2 separate regions of the Mus musculus genome follow, and region 1 is linked to region 2. Evidence: chromatin contacts called from public HiChIP or PLAC-seq data. All regions are on one chromosome and are shown on one strand. Each heading gives the region's core, a stretch centred on a gene start, on an enhancer-like site or on the middle of the called end of the contact. The rest is flanking DNA. Distances are from core to core; before and after follow the strand shown.

Region 1 (4,471 bases), core at 1,160-3,659, 590 kb before region 2:
ATGAAAACTTGCCTGTTCAGAATATGGCTGTAAAATGCCATACACACACAATATTCAACAAGAAGAATTATATGAGGTAATCAAACAGTGAATTGGTCCTACTTCCTGGGACCACACTAGCAACTGTTTTCATAAGACATTGAAGTCTTTCATTATTGAACCCACAGTTGAACTTCTTTAAATTTCACCACTGTGTGCAGCTTCACCTACCATATTCAAGTTCTGTGCTGTCTCAAATGGGGAGAGAGAAGGGACCTGGAAGAATATTGGTTCCTTGTGAGAGGACCAAGCAGTTTCTCGGTCTGCTGAACTCTAAACCCTGGGACCTAGCAAATTCTAAGTCAGAGTTAGATTTGTTGGATTTTAAACACTGGGCTTGGCACAGGCAGAAAGCAATCACTGTTTCAATGAACTCATGTGGTACAAGGTCACAGTATTGCTACAGTGCCTTAATTTCAGCTTGGGTATTCCCCTTCAGAGTCGTATGTCATGGATGCAGGGAGCGTATGAGGTCTGTGCTGCTGAGTGGTAAATAGCAAAAAATCAGTGATAGTGAAAATCTACAGACATTGCAAACTTGCAAACTCGCATCCTAATTGAAGATGTCCCCTTAGAAGCAGGCCTACAGCACACGGCATCAGAGCACCTCAGCAAAGCTGTGGGGAGATTATTCCACTGCACCCAAAACATCTACACATCTAGAAGAAACCCCCAGTTTTCAACTCTAAAGTACACTGTGCGAATTTATGAACTAAGAGACTATGACTCCATTGACATAAATGACAGACCATGTTTCCCTGTGTGCAGGTACATACCTAGAACCCCAGAGCTGATAAGTAGAGGCCCAGCCTGGACTACAAAGTTTCAAGGAAACCCTGGGAGAGTGAGGACTTGCCTCAGAAAACAAAGAACAACAAACAAACAAACAGACAGACAGACAGACAGATAGACAACCAATAGTATTAAGACTTCTGGATACCAGGCTGGAGCAATGGTTCGGTGATTAGAGAACTGGCCGATCTTTCAGAAAACTCAGGTTCGATTCCCAGCAGCCACATGGTGGCTCATAACTATCTGTAATTTTAGTTCCAGGGATCCAACATCCTCTTCTGGCCTCCAAGGGCACCAAGCACACATCCGGTACACAAGCAAAAACACTCATAAAGAAAAAATAAACTAAAGTAAATAAATGAATAAATAAATAAAGACTTCTGGGTAGGACCTGAAATCAATAATGACGCCCTGTCTTTCCAAGGACACCCTGTTTCTTCCCCTTCTACCCCCAGATGCCACTGTACACCCATGGGTAAGCCACCCATGACACTACTCACTACACTGAGCATGACAGCAACTGCATCGTTTCTACCAATGATTTCAAAGTTACTGAAACTTGCTGACAAAAAAATTTTAAAAATTTAAAAAATTAAAAATTCTGGAATATAAATTTCCAAGAACCATTGTGCTTTTCTATATTCTGCCCCTGAAGATGAATGCTCTCCAAAATTAGAGTCACAGAAACTATTTGCAAAATGGTTTAAGAGTGCTCCTAGTTAAGTCCAAATTCTAGTTTATGCCAGGCCGCTATGGTATTCCGTGCAACACTCTCAAAATAGCTTCAGACCGATGGAGAATACAAAGTAACAATTGACTTAATAGGGGCCTTAAGCACTTCCCTTACCCTAGTAATAAAATTTTGTTGGCAGTATTTTCAGGGATAAACGTCTCATTATTGAAAGCCTCTAATCAGAAAGGTGTCACATGCACCCTGCACTACAGAGTTATTTCTCCGAGGTCACCAAGACACACAATGGGAGGAAATCCGGCTCTGCCGTGAAAAGTCTGCTGGGAGTCATTAATAAAATCATTGCGAAGGAGAAACTTAGGCTTCGGTCTTGGGCCTGCCTTATCCAACGGGCAGACAACATACTCCTAGTCTCTTAAAAGGGTTTTTAGAGAAGCTGTACTTCTTAAATAAAAGAGAGATGAAATTCCAAATAGCTGTTGTTTCTCTGTTCGGTTTCTGTGTGTGAAACAAGACTTCTCAACCAACACAAAAAACAATAGTCAGTCCAGAAGGAAGACACAATGCAACTGTAATATGAAAATGCTAGAAACACCACTCACAACAGCAAGCACAAGAAGAAGCCAAAATTCAGCGTTTGGGCTAATCACAAGATGGTATGGGTTATATATATATACAATGGTAGACACAAAAGCAACCCAGGGTGTCGTATAGATGAAGAATGTGTTTGCACTGATTTGTACTTGCTGTGAACTTGGGACAGGTGCTCAGGTTCACGGTCGGTGCTTCTCAGTTCAAGCTAGGTATCCAATAAAGCTGTGATTGTTTAAGGACTGGAGCCTGGCTCCACCTGGCCCACCAGAGCACCACAGGCATGCACAAATCAAGGACAGATGTCACGGTGGGGCTTCTGGGTCTCACAGTTGGTGTTCCCTCCCTGGTGACGGATGCATCCTTGCAGGAGGGAGCGATTGGATTTCCCTCCCCGCCCCCACCCCCCGCAACCCCCCACGACCTAAGCCCATGCTCCTTATATGGCAGAAAGGCTTGGTAGGGGGTATGGCATTTCCTGTCGGCTCTTTGGTCATTCCCCTTTCCCTCTTTATTGATTTCTTCTGGTGGTTTCCACATTTGGAGAAATGGAACAGAATAAACAGATTCATCAGCCCCTCTGCGTGGTTTGCTTATTTGCTTGCTTGTTTTTAACAGTTAATGCTTGGACTGGGAGTGTTACTCAGCTGGTAAAGTGCTTGCCTAGCATGCATGATATCCAGTGAAACAGAGCCAGGAACTCCTGTGAATGCACACATAATATACAATAAAACATTTCCTGTGGAATCATGATATACTGTGAAACAAAACCAGGGTCTCCTGTGAACACATGCATGATACACAGTGGAACAGAGCCTAGGAAGTCCGTGAATGCATGAATGATAAACGACACAATAATACCAGGATCTCCTGTGGATGCATTATACACTGTAAAACATAGATAGCTAGGGTTTCCTGTGGATGTAAGTATGACATAGAGTAAAACAGCCAGGTTCTCCCGCCCTGGGGAAAGGATTCCACGGGGCACACTAGCTGTCATGAGGAAGGTCCTGTGCCAACTGGGTGTTCTGTTATAGATGGTTCTGTTTCTTACAGATGGTTCTGTGCAACTGTGAAGGAAAGTCACTCCTGCATGGTCTAAGAGTGTACCAAGATCTTAGAATGTTTGGAGGAAAAAAAAACCAGTGAAACAGAAATAGCTGTTAACTTTCTTACTCACTAAAGATACTCTTGTAAAGTCAAATGTCAATCCTAAGCAAACACAGCCCTGGGCTTTTCCTGAGGCAATAAATTAACTCTTAAGTTTGACATTTTATTTCATTTGTGAAGTGTGGTATTGAGTAATTTTCTGTCAGTTCATGTGCAAATAGACCAGTTCCATTAAAACACATTCTTCGGATCTGGAGAGATTGCTCAGTGGTTAAGAGCACTTACTGCTCTCACAGAAGACCCACACTGGGTTCTCAGCACCCTTCATGGATGGCTTACAACTGCCTATAATTTCAGCTCCAGGGGATCTGATGCCCTCTGGTTATCTGGTGCAAAGCTTATCTTAGACTCTTTATCTGAGTAATATTCCCAGCAGGTACCCCTGCTCTTATGTCTCCATATGCTCTTTGAAATGTTTAAGTGCCATGGTCTGGGCAGGAGCTCCAGGTTCAGTTCCAAGGAGGAAAGGGGAGAGTGAAATTCAGAAAACTTGAGCTACATCTGAGGATCTAGCTCAGTGAGCAGAGTGCTGCCACGAGAGGAGAACCTACAGCAGAACATGGAAGCAACAGCTATCTCTGCAACTCTACGAACACTCCTGTGTGAGATGGAGGTGGAGACAAGAGAAATGTGGGGGCTGCCTGTGGTGATTAACACACTCTGAAACAAGGTGCAAGGGGAAGACTCACACCTAAGACTGTCCTCTGATCTACACACACACTCACACACATACACACACTCACATACACACACTCACATACACACTCACACACTTAGACACTCGTTCACACACATACTCACACACATACACTCACACATACACACACTCATACACACATATGTGCTCACACACACTCATATACTCATACACATAATCACACACACACATACACTCACACACATACACACACTCACATATTCACATACACTCACACACTTATTTACACACCTACACACTTAGACTCACACTTATACACTCGTTCACATACATACACACTCACACATACATACACATACACTACACACATTCACATTCACACACACACATGCATGTGCTCACACATTCACACTTATACTCACACACTTACACACTTACACATACACACTCACTTACACATACACACACTCATGCACACTCACACACACACATACACACACTCACACACACAGGGGGATTTGAAAAGAAAA
Region 2 (4,827 bases), core at 410-2,909:
AAAACAAAACAAACACATACACAAAAAAACCTAGAAGTGTTGGCTTACACTTGTAGTTCTAGTACTTGGGACTTGGACTTTGGTGATTTCAATATGCTTGCCCCAGGGAGTGGCACTATTAGGAAGTGTGGCCTTGTTGGAGGAAGTATGTCACTGTGGGGGTAGGCTTGGAGACCCTCATTCTAGATGCCTGGAAGCTAGTCTCCTGTCTGCCTTTGGATGAAGACTTAGAACTCTCAGCTCCTCCTGCAACATGCTTGCATGAATGCTGCCAATGCTTCTTGCCTTGATGATAATGGGCTAAACCTCTGAACCTGTAAGCCAGCCCCAATGAAACGCTGTCCTTACAAGAGTTGCCTTGGTCATGGTGTCTGTTCACAGCAGTAAAACCCTAACTAAGACAAGGACTCAGGTAGATAGATCCCTTGGCCTCACTGGCCAGTCAGTCTAGTCTGCTTGGTGAGGTCAGATCAAAGAGTCTCAAAAAAATAATACAGATAGTATGAAGAAAGGACACCTGGGATTGCCTTCTGGCCTTTCACACACATGTATACACATACAAGCAACACATACACACAGGCACCCATAGGCATATGTGCACACATACACTCACACAAAAGGTTCAAAGCCAACTGCCAAGCATTGCCCCGAGTATGGAGCATGAAACTGCTTATATAACATATGGGAGAGAGAGAGAGCCTGGTGCGGGGCAGGTGCCAAGGTAAATATCCGATCCAGCTGCTCTCTATCCACTCCAGTTTCTGATGGGTCAAAAGCACAGCCGGTAATAAACACAATGTTGCCTCTGTCTTCGCTTCCTTTCACTCCTGGGGTCCTGCTTCAGACAGAAGGAAGCAACAGCAAATATCAGAGAACCCTATTGAAAGTGTCACTCATCCATTGAAACGTCCTTTCTATTCAAGAATGTGATGATTAATTATTCATTGCTTTTGGAGTTGAAAGCAAGGACAGGGCTCTCTGCCTAAAAGCCAGAGCTTGACAACAGTAGATTTTCAACGGCCAGATTTTGGTCATGGACTGGTTCCTATGGGATGGACCCCAAGTCTCAGATGTGCAGGGCCGAGAGGCATGCAAACTTCAAATGGAGCGATTGCTCCGTGCCCTCCGTGCCTGCGATGGATCTCTGGGAGTTAATTCCCTGCATGGGTGGCCCGAGTCCTTTGGCCTCCAGCCCCATGGCTCATTCCGCCACTCTGGGCAAGCAGTAACCGCCCACCCCAGTGCAAGTCTTTCTTTCACGGCTCATGGCATGAACAACTCATTAATTCTCCAGGGCCGAGGTTGGGGATTACGTCAGTCTTACACCCCACTGTAAGTGGTCTAAATGCCAGGGTAGCCGTGTTTGCAGGGCTGCATTCGTGCCAGGGGTGCAGATCTATCAATACATAGTTCTGAAATATGCTTCTCTTCCATCGGGTGTGCTTCTCCTGGGCAGCAGATTTCAAAATGGAAGCTCAGTGCCTAGCCAGAACGCAGGCTCGGGAGCGCCTGGAGGACTCTTCGGGCCTCTTCAGGGTAGGTGAGATCTTGCTTGCTATGTCCCCAGGAGGAACAGGAGGCAGAGCTAAGCCAGGCGGTGTGGAGTTTCACACATGTCCCCAAAGACGAGCTTCCTGTGGTGTAGACACGGGACTGCTGCGGGAGGAGGGGGAGTGTCGGGCAAAGGAGGCACAGTGACACATTTCCTGAGGCCCTGGGCTGTGAGCCTGCACAGCGGGGACAGAGTGCCATCTGGTGGTCACTGGCTAGCATTGCAGGTACCATCCGGGCCTTTTTCTCATTAATGGAGAACTCAGAGGGAACTCATTTGGGCTTTTTAAAGATCTGTTTCAAAACACCAACGGAAGACAAGGAGGTCAGATGTGCCCGCTCCTACTCATCATTATACCTCCGGATACTCACTGCCTCACATCCTTCTTGAACCAGACAACGACTTCAATGGCTTCAAGGCCAGTTTTGTTTAGTTTTTAGAGACAGGGTCTCAAACTTGCTATGTGTTCAAGAAAGACCTTGAGGTTTTGGTTCTCCTGTTTCCACCTCCTGAGTGCTTGAATTATAGAGGCACATCATCACACCATCGTGCTGGGGATCAAACCCAGGACTTCACGGCTGATAGGTAAGCATTCCAGCAACTCAGCTGCACCCCAGCCCCAGGGCCAGCACTTGACACGAGCTTACAGCTCTGAGAAGTCTGCCTTGCCTTACACCCTCCCAGACCATGTTCTCCCTGTCACGACTCCACTAACACTTGAGCACAGGAGTCCCTGTCTCACCCCTGCCTGAAACATATGTACATTCTTCTCTAGTCTGCTGAACCCCACACTTTTCAAACTCCACCTGTGGACATGTTGACACCCTCAGAACACCAGCCTCATGGGTGTTCATGCTGATAGACCAGATCACAGACCATATCAAGAGCCTCTGATACCTGGAGGAGGCCTGACATGTGACCAAGTAGCTGTGAAGATGGCTCTGGCTTCGGTAGTCGTGTCCCACACGATGAGTGATTCAGTTAACATTTTCTTTGTTCTGGGGCTAGAAGTCTGAGGTTAAGGCCTTCTTAGAGTTGGTGTCTTTGGAGGCCTCCCAAGGGCACGGTACAACCGTTATCTCTCCGTGTCCTCAGTGGTCTTTACTCTATGACTGCCTGTACCCTAATCTACTTCTTATAAGGACATCAATCATGTTGAAATAGGACGTATCCTCCTGACTGCTTTTTATCTTAGTCATCTCTTTGAAGGCCTTGTCCCCAAATGCATCCATCTTCTGAGGAAATGATCTTCTGGGGATTAAGACTTGAGCATTGTGTTGCCTCTGCCCCTGGTTACCCAGTAGACTCGATGGGGGGATCCTATTGCTGAAGACATCACACACATAGGCTACTGGAAATAGAGAAATCAAGTTAGTAGGGACCAGGAAGCTTCAACCCTGTGGCCAGCTCTCAGTACTGAAAGGCAGTCAGGGCTAACATGTCACCAATTATCTTTTCAAGCTGAGAGCCCTGTGAATAGCAGTAATTGTTATGCTATTGTTTCCAGTTGGACTTGGGGCCAACTCCACAGGAGGAGACAGATGTCTGGTACCACAAATCTGTCCATGTGCTGTGGTCAGGGAGCCCCAAAGATCCCAGAGAGAACATACTGCTTATTATTATACTAAATAATCAAATTGCCCTTTAAGATTTATTTACTTACTTTGTATGTGTACATCGTCGCTGTCTTTAGACACACCAGAAGAGGGCATCGGATCCCATTACAGATGGTTGTGAACCACCATGCAGTTGGTGGGAATTGAACTCAGGACTTTCAGAAGGGTAGTGGGTGCTCTTAACCGCTGAGCCATCTCCCCAGCCCTCAAATTGCCCTTTAAATTTATAACTGTATACCATGGATTGGTGTAGTTCCCAGCCCCCATCAGAAAAGTGCCTTTGTGCAGTAGATGGCGGTTAACACAGAAACTCACAACCAATCAGAGGTCAGAGAGTAAATGTTGGAGGGCTCAACAAATGAAGCATCTATATAATTCTCCCTGCCCAAGGCTTGGCAACCGTCGTGGAAGAGAGATGAAAAGACTATAACACCCAGAGATCGGGAAGGGGCCAAGGGAAATGTCTTCCGGACACGACTGGACTGCGGCACCCCTGAACGCATGGCCATTGTGGTTACCTGCGCAAGATCAAGTTGTCTATATTGTAGAATGGAAGGGGCGTGGTGTGGAAGGGGAGGGGCGTGGAAGGGGAGGGACGTGGAAGGGAAGGGGAGGGGCATGAACGGGGTAGGGCTTAGGAACTACTGACAGTTGATATCTTCTAGGAGAGGAATTATCAGTTTTTGTTAAGTGTACAGCCCCTGGTTGGTTAATCATGCTCCAGTGGCTAGCCCTACACTCAGGAGTAAATGGGCAGTGCAAATTCATCTGTTGAAAAAAAAAAAAAGAGGAAAGGAAATAAACAACAAAATCAAGTGCATAAACTTGGGGGAGGGCAGAATACAGGTGGATCTGGGAGGGGTTGGGGCAGAACGATGGGGTGAATATAATCAAAATGTATCGTAAACGTGTATGAAAATCTCAAGAGATTGATTAAAATACATTTAAAATACTTCGTATGAATTTAGGGGAACAAAGCCGTGTGCTATTTTAGGTAGGTGTTTTTGCAGGGGTTGGGGGGGGTGTGAATAAAGACTCCCGTGGTTCAGGCTGGCTGCCAACCTAGGATGCAGCCTGTATCACCATGTAACCTCGGATGACCTTGAATTCTGACCCTCCAGCTTCTGCCTCCCAAGTGCTAGGATTATAGGCATGTACCACGTCTGGTTTATACAGTTCTGAGGTTTGAACCTTTGGCTTCACATATACTAGGCAACCAGTCTAACCAGACCCCATCTCTAGCCCCTCAGTGAAATTTCGTGCTTTGATGGAATAGTACACATCACACAGGAAAGGGCAAATTACAACCAACAGTCAGGGTTGCCACCATCTGTGTTTATAAATAAAACTTTATTAGCACACAATCTTACTTCTTCCTTCCTATATTGTCTATGGTGACTTTTATGTTCAATGGCACAGTGGGGAGGCTGCAGTAACAATAGTCATGTGGTTTGGAAAGCCTGGCATATTTACATATTAGTTCTTTATGGAGAAACGGTCGACTTCTGCTCTACAACACACTCTTGGGGTCAGCTACTTTTGATCCCCTAGGGACTCTGCGTAGTTTATTGGCTCTGTACCAATAGATAGCAATGGCACAGGAACCTTCACCCATCAACAAGAAGCCAATCTGAGGCTGGGGTGCAGTTCAGTGGTGAC

What was found. HiChIP or PLAC-seq counts read pairs in DNA pulled down with a chosen protein or histone mark.
Region 1: a FOXA1 HiChIP or PLAC-seq map of pancreatic cancer cells shows a contact between it and region 2. The contact joins two enhancer-like sites. A contact is called at or near these places in 8 of 39 promoter capture datasets (the 3T3-L1 cell line, 3T3-L1-derived adipocytes, the C10 cell line and 3 more) and 2 of 115 datasets of contacts at active chromatin or transcription factors (forebrain and pancreatic cancer cells).

The regions. Positions count from the first base shown.
Region 1 is chr8:127,086,554-127,091,024 of GRCm38.p6, reverse strand. The region is part of intron 1 of Pard3 (par-3 family cell polarity regulator); the gene reads right to left. Among named protein-coding and RNA genes, the nearest start is that of Pard3, 25 kb to the right of the region's middle. Within about 2 kb of position 2,409, at least 20 of the 459 cell types and tissues checked have an H3K27ac peak or open chromatin away from gene starts, as enhancers often do. A contact at or near this core is called in pancreatic cancer cells, where this site is marked.
Region 2 is chr8:126,494,598-126,499,424 of GRCm38.p6, reverse strand. It overlaps Gm51605 (a long non-coding RNA gene), which reads left to right. Exons shown (of 2, transcript XR_003947621.1): 1 at 1-2,137; 2 at 3,559-4,532. Among named protein-coding and RNA genes, the nearest start is that of Gm51605, 3.7 kb to the left of the region's middle. Within about 2 kb of position 1,659, at least 354 of the 459 cell types and tissues checked have an H3K27ac peak or open chromatin away from gene starts, as enhancers often do. A contact at or near this core is called in pancreatic cancer cells, where this site is marked.